Linked DNA regions of Mus musculus: region 1 is linked to region 2. A link is a contact called in public HiChIP or PLAC-seq data. All regions are on one chromosome and are shown on one strand. Each heading gives the region's core, a stretch centred on a gene start, on an enhancer-like site or on the middle of the called end of the contact. The rest is flanking DNA. Distances are from core to core; before and after follow the strand shown. Region 1 overlaps Jarid2 (jumonji, AT rich interactive domain 2). Region 2 has its middle 22 kb from the start of Cd83.

Evidence for each region. HiChIP or PLAC-seq counts read pairs in DNA pulled down with a chosen protein or histone mark.
Region 1: a contact with region 2 is called in an H3K4me3 HiChIP or PLAC-seq map of embryonic basal ganglia, with 4 times the contacts expected there. The contact joins two enhancer-like sites. A contact is called at or near these places in 3 of 39 promoter capture datasets (frontonasal cranial neural crest, liver and stem cell-derived epiblast-like cells), 1 of 484 Hi-C or Micro-C datasets (cerebral cortex), 2 of 115 datasets of contacts at active chromatin or transcription factors (embryonic basal ganglia and microglia) and 1 of 9 other capture datasets (embryonic stem cells).

Annotation. Positions count from the first base shown.
Region 1 is chr13:44,748,413-44,755,424 of GRCm38.p6, forward strand. All of the region lies in intron 1 of Jarid2 (jumonji, AT rich interactive domain 2), which reads left to right. Among named protein-coding and RNA genes, the nearest start is that of Jarid2, 21 kb to the left of the region's middle. Within about 2 kb of position 3,554, at least 50 of the 459 cell types and tissues checked have an H3K27ac peak or open chromatin away from gene starts, as enhancers often do. A contact at or near this core is called in embryonic basal ganglia, where this site is marked.
Region 2 is chr13:43,804,150-43,810,892 of GRCm38.p6, forward strand. No RefSeq gene overlaps it. Among named protein-coding and RNA genes, the nearest start is that of Cd83, 22 kb to the left of the region's middle. Within about 2 kb of position 3,217, at least 28 of the 459 cell types and tissues checked have an H3K27ac peak or open chromatin away from gene starts, as enhancers often do. A contact at or near this core is called in embryonic basal ganglia, where this site is marked.

The DNA.
Region 1 (7,012 bases), core at 2,304-4,803, 940 kb after region 2:
TAAAACAATTCTGTGGTTTGTTAGTATATTCAGTTATACAAGTGTCAGTGTGGTCAATTTTAGAACATTGCAGCACTCCACACTAGTGCTTACTTCCCACCCACTTCACTGAGTTTCCCAGCCTCTGACAACCACTAATCTTTTCTGACTCTGAGGAGCATCTCCGCGCCCCCCCCCCCCCCCCGCCCCCCAATACTTGACATGAATGTGTCAAGTATGTGGCTTTTGTGATGGGCTGGCTTTTTTCATGTAATAAAGATGAATCTCACACTGTTGAGTATTCTTCAAGGTTTGATCCCATTCATAGTGTGGATAGATACACCACATGTTTATTCAACTGTGCTGATTGGTTTTTATTTGTTTGTTTTGTTTTTTTGGTCAATTTTACACAAGCTAGGATTCACTATTTACCTGCCTCTCCCCTCCACCCCCATTTTCTTTCTATTCTTTTTTTTTTTTGGGATGAATCATTATGTAAGGCTGTCCCATTGTGAGCGGCCCCACCTCTGCACAGGTGGTTCTGGGAACCATGAGCCTGAGAGCATTCCTCCCCCATTTTTGCAGTTGCCTTCTCCAGCAGATGTCCTGTGACCTGTAAAGTAAAAGAACCCTTTCCTCTCTTATGTTGTTGTTGGTTTTTTTTTTTTTTTTTTTTTTAATCACAACACCAGAAACCAGACTAGGAGGATACATTTGGGGTTATGTACACCTTTTTCCTGTTGTGTGCAAGCTTTTATGTGGCAATAAGATTGATAGCATTTGTTAGAAAATGCAGTAAATGGTTAGAAAAAGTACAAAAATGCTCATTATCACTAAGTCTATTTACTACAGATAAGTTATTTCTATACTTGCCTTAAGGCCCTCCACCTCTGGGGTTCAGTGGGGGTCCTTTTTCTGATTGGCTGCCACTGTTTTTTCTTAAATTAACTAATTCATTCATTTATTGAGTGTACAGTGGAAGAGGGGAAGTGGGTCAAGGGAGAGGGAGGGCCGGTGGGCAGTCCACCCTTCCATGCTGGGAGAATCTTTGGGAAGGAAGGCAGCCAGTCCCTCCAAATGGTGCTTCATCAAAATAGACTTTGGTTCTGGCCTCCATTTGATTCCCAAAGGGCAGCCTGGGAACCCTGTCTCACTGTGGTCTAAACCCAGCGCACATTCCCTATTAATTGGTGAGTGCTTGGTGAATTCTGCTTCACAATGATAGAGGAACTGACATCAAAGGATCAAAAAGCTACGTTGCTATGGGCACTTGGCCACCATTAGCCAATTATCCCTGTGGCAACTTTTCTGACACCTCCTACCTTGTTCAACATGCCAGAGCTTAAATTTAATTTTTATTTCATGCGCATTAGTGTCTGAGGGTGCTGGATCCTCTGGAAGTGGAGTCAGACAGGTGTGAACTGTCATGTGGGTGCTGGAAATTGAATGTGAGTCCTCTAGAAGAGCAGCCAGTGCTCGCCTCTCCATCCCTCTTCACTCTCCTCCAAAACAGGGCATCTATCTCTGTGTACCTCTGTATATCCTTGAAGGCAATTGTAGACCAGGCTGGCTTCAGACTCAGATCCACCTTCCTCTTCTTCCCAAGAGCTGGGATTAAAGGTGTGTTCCCTACTTGGCTGGTTGTCACTTTTGATTTAGCCATTATTACTTCCTCTGCCCATTTGTGACTTTTTAAATTTATTATGTATACAGATTTCTGCCTGGATGTACACTGGCATACCAGAAGAGGGTATTAGGTCACATTATAGATACTGTGAGCCATCATTTGGTTGCTGAGAATTGAACTCAGAACCTCTGGAAGAGAAGAAGCCTTAAGCTCTGAGCCATCTCTGCAGCCCCTCTTCTGTCCATTTGTAAACTAGTGCCATTTACATGTTTATGTAGAAGAAGCCCTATATTCCCTTGCTTAGTGGTGGAGTTTCATGGTTCATCATGGGATGATTTGCTTCATGTGGCTCAGATTTTTTTGTCCTGTAGTAGGTTTTCAAATGAGTAGTTACCTCAAATTTCTGGTTTTCAGGTCTTCCTTCCTAAACGGTCCTACTTTGGGTAAAGGACGGACACACCCACCCCTCAACACACAAAGAAAACACACAAAGTTTCTTTATGTACCTCTGGTCTCCTGGAACTTGTTTTGTAGACCAGGCTGACCCCAGGGAGATCCTTCTGAATACTGAGATTAAAGGTTAAAAATGTGTGTTAAATTTTCTTGGTCCTAGGCTGGCCTCAGATTTATCCAGTTGTGGGTTAACAGGCATAAGCCACCACACTGGTCTCATTTACATTTTTATGTGGGTAGTGTCAATGTGCTTTGGGATGAAGAGTTAACTACTAAGAATCTCTGAGAAAATGTGTGTGCGCGTGAGAGTGAGTGATAGCCTTAAACAGGCCATCCTGCCTCTACCTCCCAGCCTGCTAAACACTAAGTGCTTTTCATGATAAATGTAAAATGAAAGATCTTTGAAGAGGTCTGGAACATAATTCTTTAAAATTCTATCTTCTGTATGTGGGTGTTTTGCCTGCATGTATGTGTGTGCCTGTAGAGGCCAAAAGAGGGCATGGGATTCCCTAGGATTGAAATGACAGACAGTATTGAGCTTCCATGTGGGTGCTGGGGATTGGACCCAGGTCCTCTGGAAGATCAGCTAGTGAGAGCTTAGCTACTGAGCCATCCTGGCTGCTCTTTAAAAAAAAAAATACTTCTGATTTGTTAGATTTATTCTTATGTGAAGTTGTTTAGATGATATAGTTAGTTGCTTATTGGAAATGTGGGTTTTGCTCATTTTTAAGCACTCAGAAACTAAACTAAAGCAGGGGCAACAAGAGAAGTGGAGTGGGAAATTTGCAGATGACTGGTAGAGTGACCCCCATGAGATTGGTTGGGTAGCATTCTGTCAAGGTTGGAGGGTACCTAGTGTCCATGGTGCTAAGGATGTCCACTCTTTTTCTCAGGATTCTTGTTGGTAGGAAGCCAAACACTAATGGGTCTATGTTTGGAAAGTTACATGTTATACAGAGTTTAAGTTCATTGTCAAAGTATTTTTTTTCTTTCTAATGATGTTAACTAACTTCACATACTCCCCTTTGTCTGTAATGACTTATATTGAGTTCTGTTGGAAGGCCATTAATTTAGCTTACCTATTTATTGGGTGCCCACTTCAACTTAGAAGTTAGTGTGTCCCTGGGTGTTTGTGTGTCTAAGAAGTTAGTATTTTAAGCTGCGTTAACTGGAAATTATGTTCTGCTGTGCTGCTTTTGTGTGGCGTACCTATATACATAGTTGTATCATCTGGAAAACAGCCGCTACATCCCTCCCACTAAAATTAAAATTGCTTATTAGAGCTAATTTTAGAATTGAGTTAGAACTGCCCTATAATGTAATGCAGACTATTTCCCAATAATGCCTAGGTTAACAATGATAGTCTTGCTGTATTGTGCAAAAAAGGCTTCTGTTCAGACCCAGCTGGGTTTCAGGCTTAATTCATTGCTCTATGGTGGGATCACCACAGCTGCTGTGGGGCCTTTACAAATGCAAAAAAGCTGTCAGTGTTTGTTTCATCAGCTGCATAAGTGATGAGGCCAAGTTGAGGAATCCATTCCAGTGCGCAGTGTGCAGGCTGTAGCCATTATTGTTTACAGAATTAGTGTGTTGGAGCTTTAAAATAGTTGGCACATCATCTGCCCTTTAAGAGGCGTAGACTAAGGAACCTGGGACAGTTGGTTGTCCTTGTAGTGCTTGTGGGTCCCGGTCCTGGTCTTTTAACAGGGCTCTTGTCTTAACCCCTTCCCATGCAGTTAGAGTGCTCAATTTTTGTCCTAGATTTAAAAGGCATTTATCTAGAATTTTGCAATTGACTTTTAAAGTCTTAATCATCTCACAGCTCCAAGTAGGTATGACTGTCAGCCGAAGCTTAAATAGTACTCAAGATTTAGCCTTGTGAGATTGAATTTGTGATGTGAGACAGCTTTGGGAATTGCTTTCTTTTCAGCAATCTAGAAGTTAGGACCACTTGACATCAGACCCACTTGGTCAGGACGGTTTCTCTTAGTTACATTGACTTCTTCAAGTCCTGATAGAACTATGGGTCCACGTCCAGTTTTTGTTTGGCAAGGAGGCCTTAGGGACCAGTATACATAGTTTTTCATTGATATTTCTTTCACATGACAGTAAATGTTCCTCCTTATCTTCCTGTGTCTCTGCCCCTTGAAGGCCTGAGCCTTGCTATGCAGCCTTGCTTTGGGTTTGAGACCCTCCAGCCCTGTGGTATTGGGTTGACCATAGGACTTCATACATTCCAGACCAACCTTTAACCCATTCAACCCATTCAGTTCTCTAGTCTTTGTAAATGTTGGAGGGCATGGCTACTCTGCCCCAACTGTAAGAATATAGCTTTTTAAGCCTCTTAAGCCAACTAGGATGAAGAACTGTGTTTCTATATTTTATTCCCAGTTGGGAAGGCCACAATAGTGCTCTCCCACATTACAGAAGGATGTCACAATCTTGAGGGGCTCCAAAGGAAAGGTCAGTTATCCCACTGAGCTTTATCTGGAATAACGATCACTCCTGCTTACCAAATAAACCATAGCTATACCCAGGATCTGACCTATTCAGTGGGTTTTCCTACAGTCAAGTGACCCTAGTTTCTGGATTCCTGAGCAGAGACCGTCTTAATCTCTTTGATTCTAGGAAGTGTTTGAAGCCTAAAAGGACAGTTCCACATGGTGGGCTGATTAAGCAGGGTTTGGGGTAAGTAAGTCCGTGCTTGGCCATAAAGTATTCCTTAAGGTGGTATATATGACATGTATTTATTTACCTCTCAGTCATAGACAACTTCCAACAGAGAACAAATACAGATAGCCTTCTAACACCCTTTCTCATGTGCTCACTCTGAACAGCAGTGATAGAAACAGTGCTGGCCACATCTCCCCCAGGGGAAGGACTAATTTTACAGGGCCCCAGAAGGGAACAGCAGTTTCATGGTCATTGTTGTTAGCCCCTGTGCAGTACTTGGTTGCACTTCCCTTGCTTGACCCGTTTCTCCTGCTTTGGGTGTTTCGATTATATTTTTGGGGTTCAGAATTCTTATCAAAAGCCCCTACTTTTTTGAGTCATTTTGAGACAAGTCATTTTCTTGTGATGGCTTGAAAAGTTGTTGTACATCTTTGGTGGTTTAAATCTTCTGGTGAGGTAAGCAAACTGAGTGTGTGTGTCTGTGTTCTGGTAAGTGGGCAGTTTCTTCTTAGGAGCACAGATCTCCCTGGTGGCTTGCTTCCTAGAAAAATGTGCTGCTATAAATGACAACCTTAGTCCCTGTCAACTTAATTTCTGCGTGTCCATGAAGTATGTTATCTTTGACTTAGATTTTGGAGTGGGGCCTCCATCCCTGACAGAGGTGCTCTGAAGCATCCAACTGACCTCCACCTTCTTCAGCAGCTGGTTTCTTTTCTTTTTCTTTTAAAAGATTTATTTATTATATGTAAGTACACTGTAGTTATCGTCAGATACTCAAGAAAAGGGCATCAGATTTATGGATGGTTGTGAGCTACTATGTGGTTGCTGGGATTTGAACTCGGGACCTTCGGAAGAGCAGTCGGTGCTCTTAACCACTGAGCCATCTTGCCAGCCCCAGCAGCTGGTTTCTTAAAGCTGCTTTGATTGGTGTGGTTTACTGCTTGTTGGATGGCAAACCTTATATATAAATCCTCCTTGCCTATAGGCAGAAACAGTAAGTTGAGTACTCTGCATATAAACAATAATACCCAGAAGATATTCTTGTTTCTTGGAGGTTACATCTTTGCTAACTCACAAGAGGGCAGGTTTCCTATTCCTTCATTCTTGTTGTGTGAAGTAGTCTGAGGTCCATTTGTGGGGAAACAAGAGGTCGGGGCATGTGGTCTGCAGTGGTTGCTTGAGAGGAGCCCGAATGTGAGCTAGCTGGTTGTAAGACACAGTAGGTGCTCAGTAGAAAAGTGTGCTACTCTGGGCGGCAGCGGTGGTGCACGGCTTTAATTCCAGCACTCGGGAGGCAGAGGCAGGCGGATTTCTGAGGCCAGCCTGGTCTACCAAGTGAGTTCCAGGACAGCCAGGGCTATGCAGAGAAACCCTGTCCAAAAAAAAAAAAAGTGTGCTACTCCTTGGAGGGACATTTGTTGTAAAAATTAGTTCAGGTACACAGTTGTTAAATCAGATTTTAAACTATATAGTACATTGCAGATGAAGTTGGAACTCTGCTGATTGTAGTCAGTGCCTCCCGAGTACAGGTCAATCAGGTGGGCTGCTAAGGGTACACCTTGGTTGTGTGGTAGCGAGGATCTTAGGAAGGTTCCAGCTGGGGAGCCAGCCCACAAGCTCTTCACTCTCCACTTACCTGAATGCGTGATTTCTATCTAGGCTGTGTGTACAATGATCCTACCACTTGTGCATTTTATTTACATTCTTGAGGGTGTGTATGTGTTCCTTGGGTGCAAGAATAAACTGAAATTCACTAAATTCTGTAGGAGAGAGGCAAGTTGGTTTCCTGAGATACACATTGGTAGCCTTTCAAAGTGTTGATGGCTTAGAATTTCTAAGTTTCTCAGAGGGGATGTTTAGTAGATGGAATATACAATGTATAAAGCAGAGTCCTCCCTGCTGCAGAGGGTGGCTGGGTAGCTCATGGGACACTTGTTTCTAAGGAGCCTTTTTACTAGAAATTAGTGGTGGCTACCTTTTCCCTCTGGAAAAACTAGCACTTAAACCCTCACAGACAACATATCTTGACCTAAATGAGTTTTCTATAAAAGAATAGAGCTAGACTTTTTTTTCTGATAGCTTTCAAAACATCTGAAAAGCTCATCTCTGAACTTTCAGCTGTTGACAGTGGCAGTTATCCTGCTACTGCTAATAGAAAATAAAAAGTTCATTTGCCACAGTGATTGTCATTTCCTTCTTAGGAGCGCAGCTTAACTCCAGGACTTCATTTAGTCGGAGGAAAATGGTTGCTACCTCCCTGTTAAGCTGTTTTCCATTCTC
Region 2 (6,743 bases), core at 1,967-4,466:
CTCTCTCTCTCTCTGTGTGTGCATGTGTATGAGAGAAAGACAGAGACAGACAGACAGACACAGAGACAGAGAGACAGAGAGAGATTAAGGAGAATTTATTGGCTTCTAGTGCCCCAATTGCATCCTATCTACTATTTCAAAGGACCATGGGCTGAATTTATTGTCTTCACATCTAGGAAAATCTTTGTTCTTACACTTTCCCTTGTCCATGGGATTAGATCTACAGTTATACCAATTTTGCTGTGGGATGTCCCAGCACATGAATACAGACACACATCAGCTGCCTGTTCTAAGAGGCAGCCTGCAGTTTTTTGTTTTTGTTTTGTTTTGTTTTGTTTTGTTTTGTTTTGTTTGTATTCCTGGTAATATTTAGCAGGTCTCATCACAGCAGAGCCTGGAAGCCAACCAGTGCCTGCTAATCTGCCAGGGTTGTGGCCCCAGACACACAGGCAGCAGAGTGAGACCATAGTTACCTGGAGTCTCAGGACCCTGAGCTGTTCCCTTCTTGGCAGCTTTGTTTGGTTGGGTTGATTAGGTAGTTAATAATAGTTTGTGTTTCCTTTGTAAAAAAAATAGCACACGAAAGGGGATGGAGAAATGGCTCAGTGGTTAAGGCCACTTTCTGTCATTGCAGAGGACCTAGGATCTGCTCCCAGACCCAACTCCAGTTCCCGGAAATCAGTTGCCCTCTTCTGTCCCTTATGGGTACTGCATGCGTGTGATGCACATACAGACATGCTGGCTTTCCTTTTCCTTTTTTTTTTTTTTTTTTTTTTTTTTTGTTCAGATAAGTACCCCAGCTGGTGGGATGGTACAGCCCATCTTCAGGGAGGGTCTTTCCTTCTCCTCAGTTAAATTTCCCTAGCAGAGTCACACAGAGGAAATAAGAAAAGCCTATTGTAAGTGATTCCAAATCTAGCCCCAGGAGCAATGGAGATCAACCATCTCAGAAGGCTATGCAGACTAACTCCATTTTAACTCGGACTTCAAAGCTATACAAGGTTTTGGATAATGATGGGGAAGGACAGAGGCAGAGGGTATTGCCTATGCCATGGACAGCTGAACTCTACCTGCCCTTGGGGGTTGGGGATGAGTTGGCACAGAGTAAATGACACAGACTCTGGGAGCAGGTGAGAAACACTGTAGCAAGCTCATCTGAGCACTGCTGCAAGCTCCTTTAATACCCTCCACCCACGCCTCATTGGTCCCAAGAGAGCATCTCTTCTGAACAGCAGTTCCTGATTGGCTGGCACTGCTTGCACTAGCAATCTCAGGCAGTCCTCAATTAGGTCCTCCTGCAGGAGATACCCTTGCAGCTGCAAGGCCCCCAGCGTTTACATAGAGGCGACCACTCTGTTCCCGCTACAAGAGGGAACATAAAGACACGTGTCTTTAAGAAAGTATGCTTGAGCTGAGGGAGGAGGCAAAGGGTCCCCTCATCCCAGGTGGAGTGAGGAGCAAGCAGAAGTGAGTGGCAAACACACTATCTCAGATCATGAGAGCTGTGGCATAGTATTGGTGGATCCAGCATTGTGGAGCCACAGTTGGCTCCTGATTATCTGGGGATAATAATAGCCAGGAAGAGAAGGAGAAGGACCAAGGAAAAGAGCTGGAGGAAGTGGGTAGCGTCCAAACCACATGGCAGGCTAAAGGGCCAGAGCAGCACAAACTCAGTGGGACAGATAGGAGACCATGGAGACCAGCTGGCTTGCGCACACTGAAACGGTCTTCAGTTGTCTGTCTTCAGGTTTGTTTGTTTGTTTGTTTGTTTATTATGTTTGTTTTCATGAGCATGCATTGGCATGCGTGTGGAGGTCAGAGGTCAGTTGCAGGAGTTCATTTTCTCCTCCGCCACGTGGCTCCTGGGAATTGAACTTATGCTGTAAGTCTTGGTGGTGAGAGCCTTTATCCACTGAGGCATCTCGCTGGCCTAGGTTTTGAGTGTCAGTCTGATATCTAAGTGTTGTGTTTGTGTGTATTGTCTGTCTGTCTGTCTGTCTGTCTGTCTGTCTCTGTGTCTTTAAGCTAAAGACTCCTTTCCCTTTTAAAACATATCAGCCTTTGAAAGTAGTCAATCCCTTCCATCTTATTCCCACAGAGCAAGCAGAGCTTATCCATCTAAGGGGACAGAAGACATCTTCATGTTTCCCAGCTGCTCTTGGGGCTAACAAGCCTGCCATCGATGGCATGCTTCAGGCTTGCTTTACTCCCCTTTACACCCATTTTCCTGACCTAGAAGGATATCTCTGGTATCTGCTCTCCTCGTGGTATTTATTATTTCTTGACCGGCTGCCTTCCAGAACACAGCATGTTCCACCTGAGTCCTCTATCATCGGCTCACTTTTGTGTGTTTTCAACTCTGTAACAGACACCAGAGTCTTTCCTTGGTTCTCTGCCCCACTGGTTTTGTGTTATGCAATTACTCCTTAGTTTTTAAAAGCAGCTAAGTCTAAATAAACACACCAGCACAGCATGATGATCAACCAAGAGACACCCTCTGGGCTGTGTGATGAGTTGTGCTAGGGGGTGAGTATAAATGTGCAATGGAGAAAGGAGAACGGAGCTGCAGAGCATTGCTCATCGGTACAGACCTTCACACGTCCCACACAGCCCTCTGTCCTTCAGAGCCAAGGCATTGCACTTGAATGTTTCTCTTCTCCTTTCCACTCTTTTGTTTAACTCTCCCCACGGGATTGCAGGCAGCACACAGTTAGGTCACAAAGGACTGTCAGAAAAACATCATCTCAGCTGGGTGTAACTGTTTCCATGGTTCCTGAGAGGTTAGGGTGGGGGAAGGAAGTTGGAATTTGGGTACGAACGCAAGTCTTCTATTCTCTTTTCTTTTCAATGCATAAATACACGTACAGTATTCCCCTCTGGGCAGAGGAACTGGACCCCGCTTAGCTGTTCATTTAGATTCTGCATGCGTAAGGGATATTGTTTTTGCTTCGTTATAAGAGGCTCTAGTTCTTCCAATTGACCATTTTCCCCCTTACTCGTTGCCAAAGTAGCCTGTTTACAATCTACTCTCCCAGATTACAGTCCTTACCAGAGGCAAGTGGGGAGAAATTCAGACACTGAAAAGCTTTGAGAGGCCCCACAGAGTTGAAATGCTTTTCTCAAAGGGGAAAAAAAACCAATCTGTAAATGTGTATGTATTTGTCCAAGTCCCTCCACTCACCCACCCAAAGACAGCTGGACAGCCTGTCAATGACTCCCATTGAGGAACAACAAAGACCCATGTCAGGAGTCAAGGGAGAGGAGGCTGAGAACTAACAATAAGTTTGCACTTACACAGCAGTTTTTATCCCAAGACCCCAGAGTGCTTTACAAACATTAATTAAATTGCCCAACAGCCCTGTGAGATGGCTGTGTGTCACTGTTTCCAGTTGGCAGGGGGTGGCGGTACCAGAAGTGTCAGCACAGAGCGAAGTTGGAAACGGGCCATGTTACACTCCTATGGATTGTGGACTCAGAAGTGGGAACATTTCCCTGTGAGCCCAAGGCTGTGGTCAGGTGTACAGTCCTGACAGGGATAAGGAAGTGGTCTGGTGACTTCCAGCAGGAGCCAGGTTATGTGTAAGTTCATGGGCCAACTTCACCAGGACTCGAAGGATGGTGGTATGGTCTCCGAAAGAGGCTTCATCACCACATACCAAGGTAATAGTCATCACAAAACGCTCTTCTGCATGATGGCAAATAGTGACTCTCATGTGGCATTTCCTAGGAAGCTGTGACTAGTTATCTAGACAGGCACCCGCCACAGACGAAAGTCGAGATCCCATACAAGTCTAGCTTTTCCATGCAATGAGATGGTTTTGGTTCCTGATAGTAGCATGGCTGAATCCCAGGCAACTCCATTGCAGAGAAGCCCACTGCATTGTGGGCGCCGACTCACTATTTGCAGTTAGACCTTTCTCCCAGCCACTGTTTCTTGATGCTATAATTTTGAGGAGGGGCTTGTAAATTTTGTGATTTTTTTTTTAATGAGCTTCCAGAGTCTTGTCAATTTGCTCCCTAAGTCTCATGAGCCCTGCCTTGACTCCAAATCCAAGAAGCGAATGTTCAAATTCAGTGGAAACAGATGGACAAGAGTTGGCTTTGATTGCTGCATATGAGTCCAGAACTGCTAGGTGGGACATAGTATTCCGTCTTGTATGTTGGTGCGTCAAACTATGTTCTCCAAAGAGGCCTATTGGGATAGTCTTACCCTCTGGCACCTATTCATACAACCTACTCTGGAAGTAAGGTCTTTGAAGATGTAGCTACCCTGAGATGCTGTGACTTAGGTTGATGTCCATATATAAAAAGAGAGAAGTTTGGACACAGGCACAGATAGTCACACAGTCTAAAGAAGTTCTCGTGACATCAGAGGTAACACCGATGCGATGCATCCACAAAGCCAGTGAGTGCCAAGGCTTGCTGGCAACAGCAGAAGCAGGGAGAGACGGCGCCTAGAGGTCCTTCCCAAGTGCATTCAGAGGGAGTGTGGCTCTGCAACACCTTGTGTCAGACTTCCGGCTCCCAGATCTCAGGATCTTTTTGCTGTTGCTGTTGTTATTTTAAGCTGCCCGTGTGTGACCTTTTGTTATGGAAGCTCCAAAAAGGGAGTAAAAGAGGAGCCGTTCAAATCTGGGGTGATTAAAACATCATGCATTTGAAAATGTATCCCACTATCCAATAACCGGGGGAAGGCTTCCTCGAGGGACTGGGCTGGGATATGTTTTTAAATGGATGGTGGCTTCAGTCCTGGAACAACGCTCCAGCTGGTGACAGGACCGGTGGGCAGAATGCACCGGACTGTGATTGGGCACAACGGGGTCAGGCATCACAGTGCTTCCGTGGCCTGGGAGATACTGGTCACACAGATGCATCTACACAGATGGAGGTGTTTTACACAGGCGCTTTAGATGTCCTTTTTAAAGACACAAGGTGTTGCAGAGCCACACTCCCTCTGAATGCATTTGGGAAGGACCTCTAGGCACCGTCTCTCCCTGCTTCTGCTGTTGCCAGCAAGCCTTGACACTCACCGGCTTTGTGGATGCATCACATCGGTGTGTCTGTGTGTCTGTATACGTAAGATGTCTGTGGAGGGCCAGAAGAGGGTTCCAAGACACCAGAAGTGGGTTTTAGAAACAAGGACTAATATTCTCTGAAAGAGCAGCGAGCATTCTTAACTACCGAGAGAGAGATCTCTTGAGCCCTTGTTTTTTACGTTTAATTTTAAATCTTATTTTAGTACGTTGAGTTGCAATTGTATAAATGCCCTCAATGCATTCCATTTCTTCATACCTAAAGTTGACATTGTTGTTTTAAAAAAAATCAAAATATGTACCCAGAAACCATTGCTGCTGGATCAAGGGTAGCAAAAAGGGAAAAAAAAATATCTGTTGAAAGTTAAGACCCAAACTCTGGAAATGCCATTATTCTGTCGTGAGTGAGGTTGTAGACATTCAGGGCGGGACGTCATCTGTTGTATTCATCTTTCATCTTCCTCTCTTCAGACTCTTTCTTTTAAAAATACAAGCAAACCCAGCAGGGGGAACACATAAATCAATACAACGTGGGCAGGATACATTACTGTCTGAAAAAAGAGATTGCACCGGAGTCAGACAGATGTGCACTGGATCCTAGGCTCCATCAGTCACCAGTTGAATCGTATTAAACAAATCGCTTGGACTCTTGCTGTCTCAATCTACTCATTTGTTAGGTGGGTGCTGGTAACATCTCTTGAATTTTAAGTAAAAGGCTGGTACAAAGAACACACTAAAGTACCAGCCTCATTTTCTTCTGCATGTGCTGTCCTTCTCTTAGAGGCTTGCAAGATGCTTGACGTAGGACAAGCACTCTGGAGTGGCACAGAGAGGGGTGGCCCTGGAGGCCGTGCGATGCGGAGAGGTTACAGAATGGGTCTGCTATCAAGCTACAGACTAAGGAGAAGCTGCCTCCTTCTCCATATAGTTTCAGCAAGCTCCACTCCTGGGACCATCCTTCCTGTCCTTTCTGGGTCCCTAGAGCTTCTAGAATTCAGAGTTCCAGCTTCCAGTGGCTGGTCAGCAGTAGACAATAGAGAGTGGGCCTTCTTTACCTTTCCTTTCTATGGAGAGGGTCACCTTATAGAGAAACAGAGGAATCCCTTGTGAGGAGTAGCAAGCAGCAGCCCAGGTTGCCAGTGGAGCTGACTCTCTGCAGGCCATGAGCCCATTAGTACACAGAAAGGAAGCAGATGTCACTCGATGCATCAGCCTGGGCAGCTCTAACGGTCCCAGGTCTGCGCTGTTGTTGCTGCTGCTTTGGTTTGGTTTCTTTGTCGGGTTGTTTGTGGTTTTGGTGCGTCTGCATTTGAATGGAGGGTCTCCTGCGCACCAGGTAAGTGCTCTGCCTCTGAGATGCATTCAGAACCTGTACAGCCAATAGCGAGTCTTCAATGTGACTTTATTTTTCCAGGCTCTCCATAGCCAGAGCCTATGAGCAGCCACCTTGGTCAACCACCCTTGATACTACACTCTCCCAAACCCCCAACTAAAGGTGGGATCCCACGTGTTGGCTCAGCACTTAATGGGTTCTTTCCTGCCCCTGGCTGCTCTTGTATGTCTGTGCCTTGGCTAGACTAGACTTCCGAAGATCTGCCTCTGACTCTTTATCCAGACTCGGCCTGGACAACCAAGGGCTGACTGCCACCGCACTGGCTGCTGCTGAGTCTGATCTTGCCAACGACAGACAGTCCCCAGTAATAAGTTAAC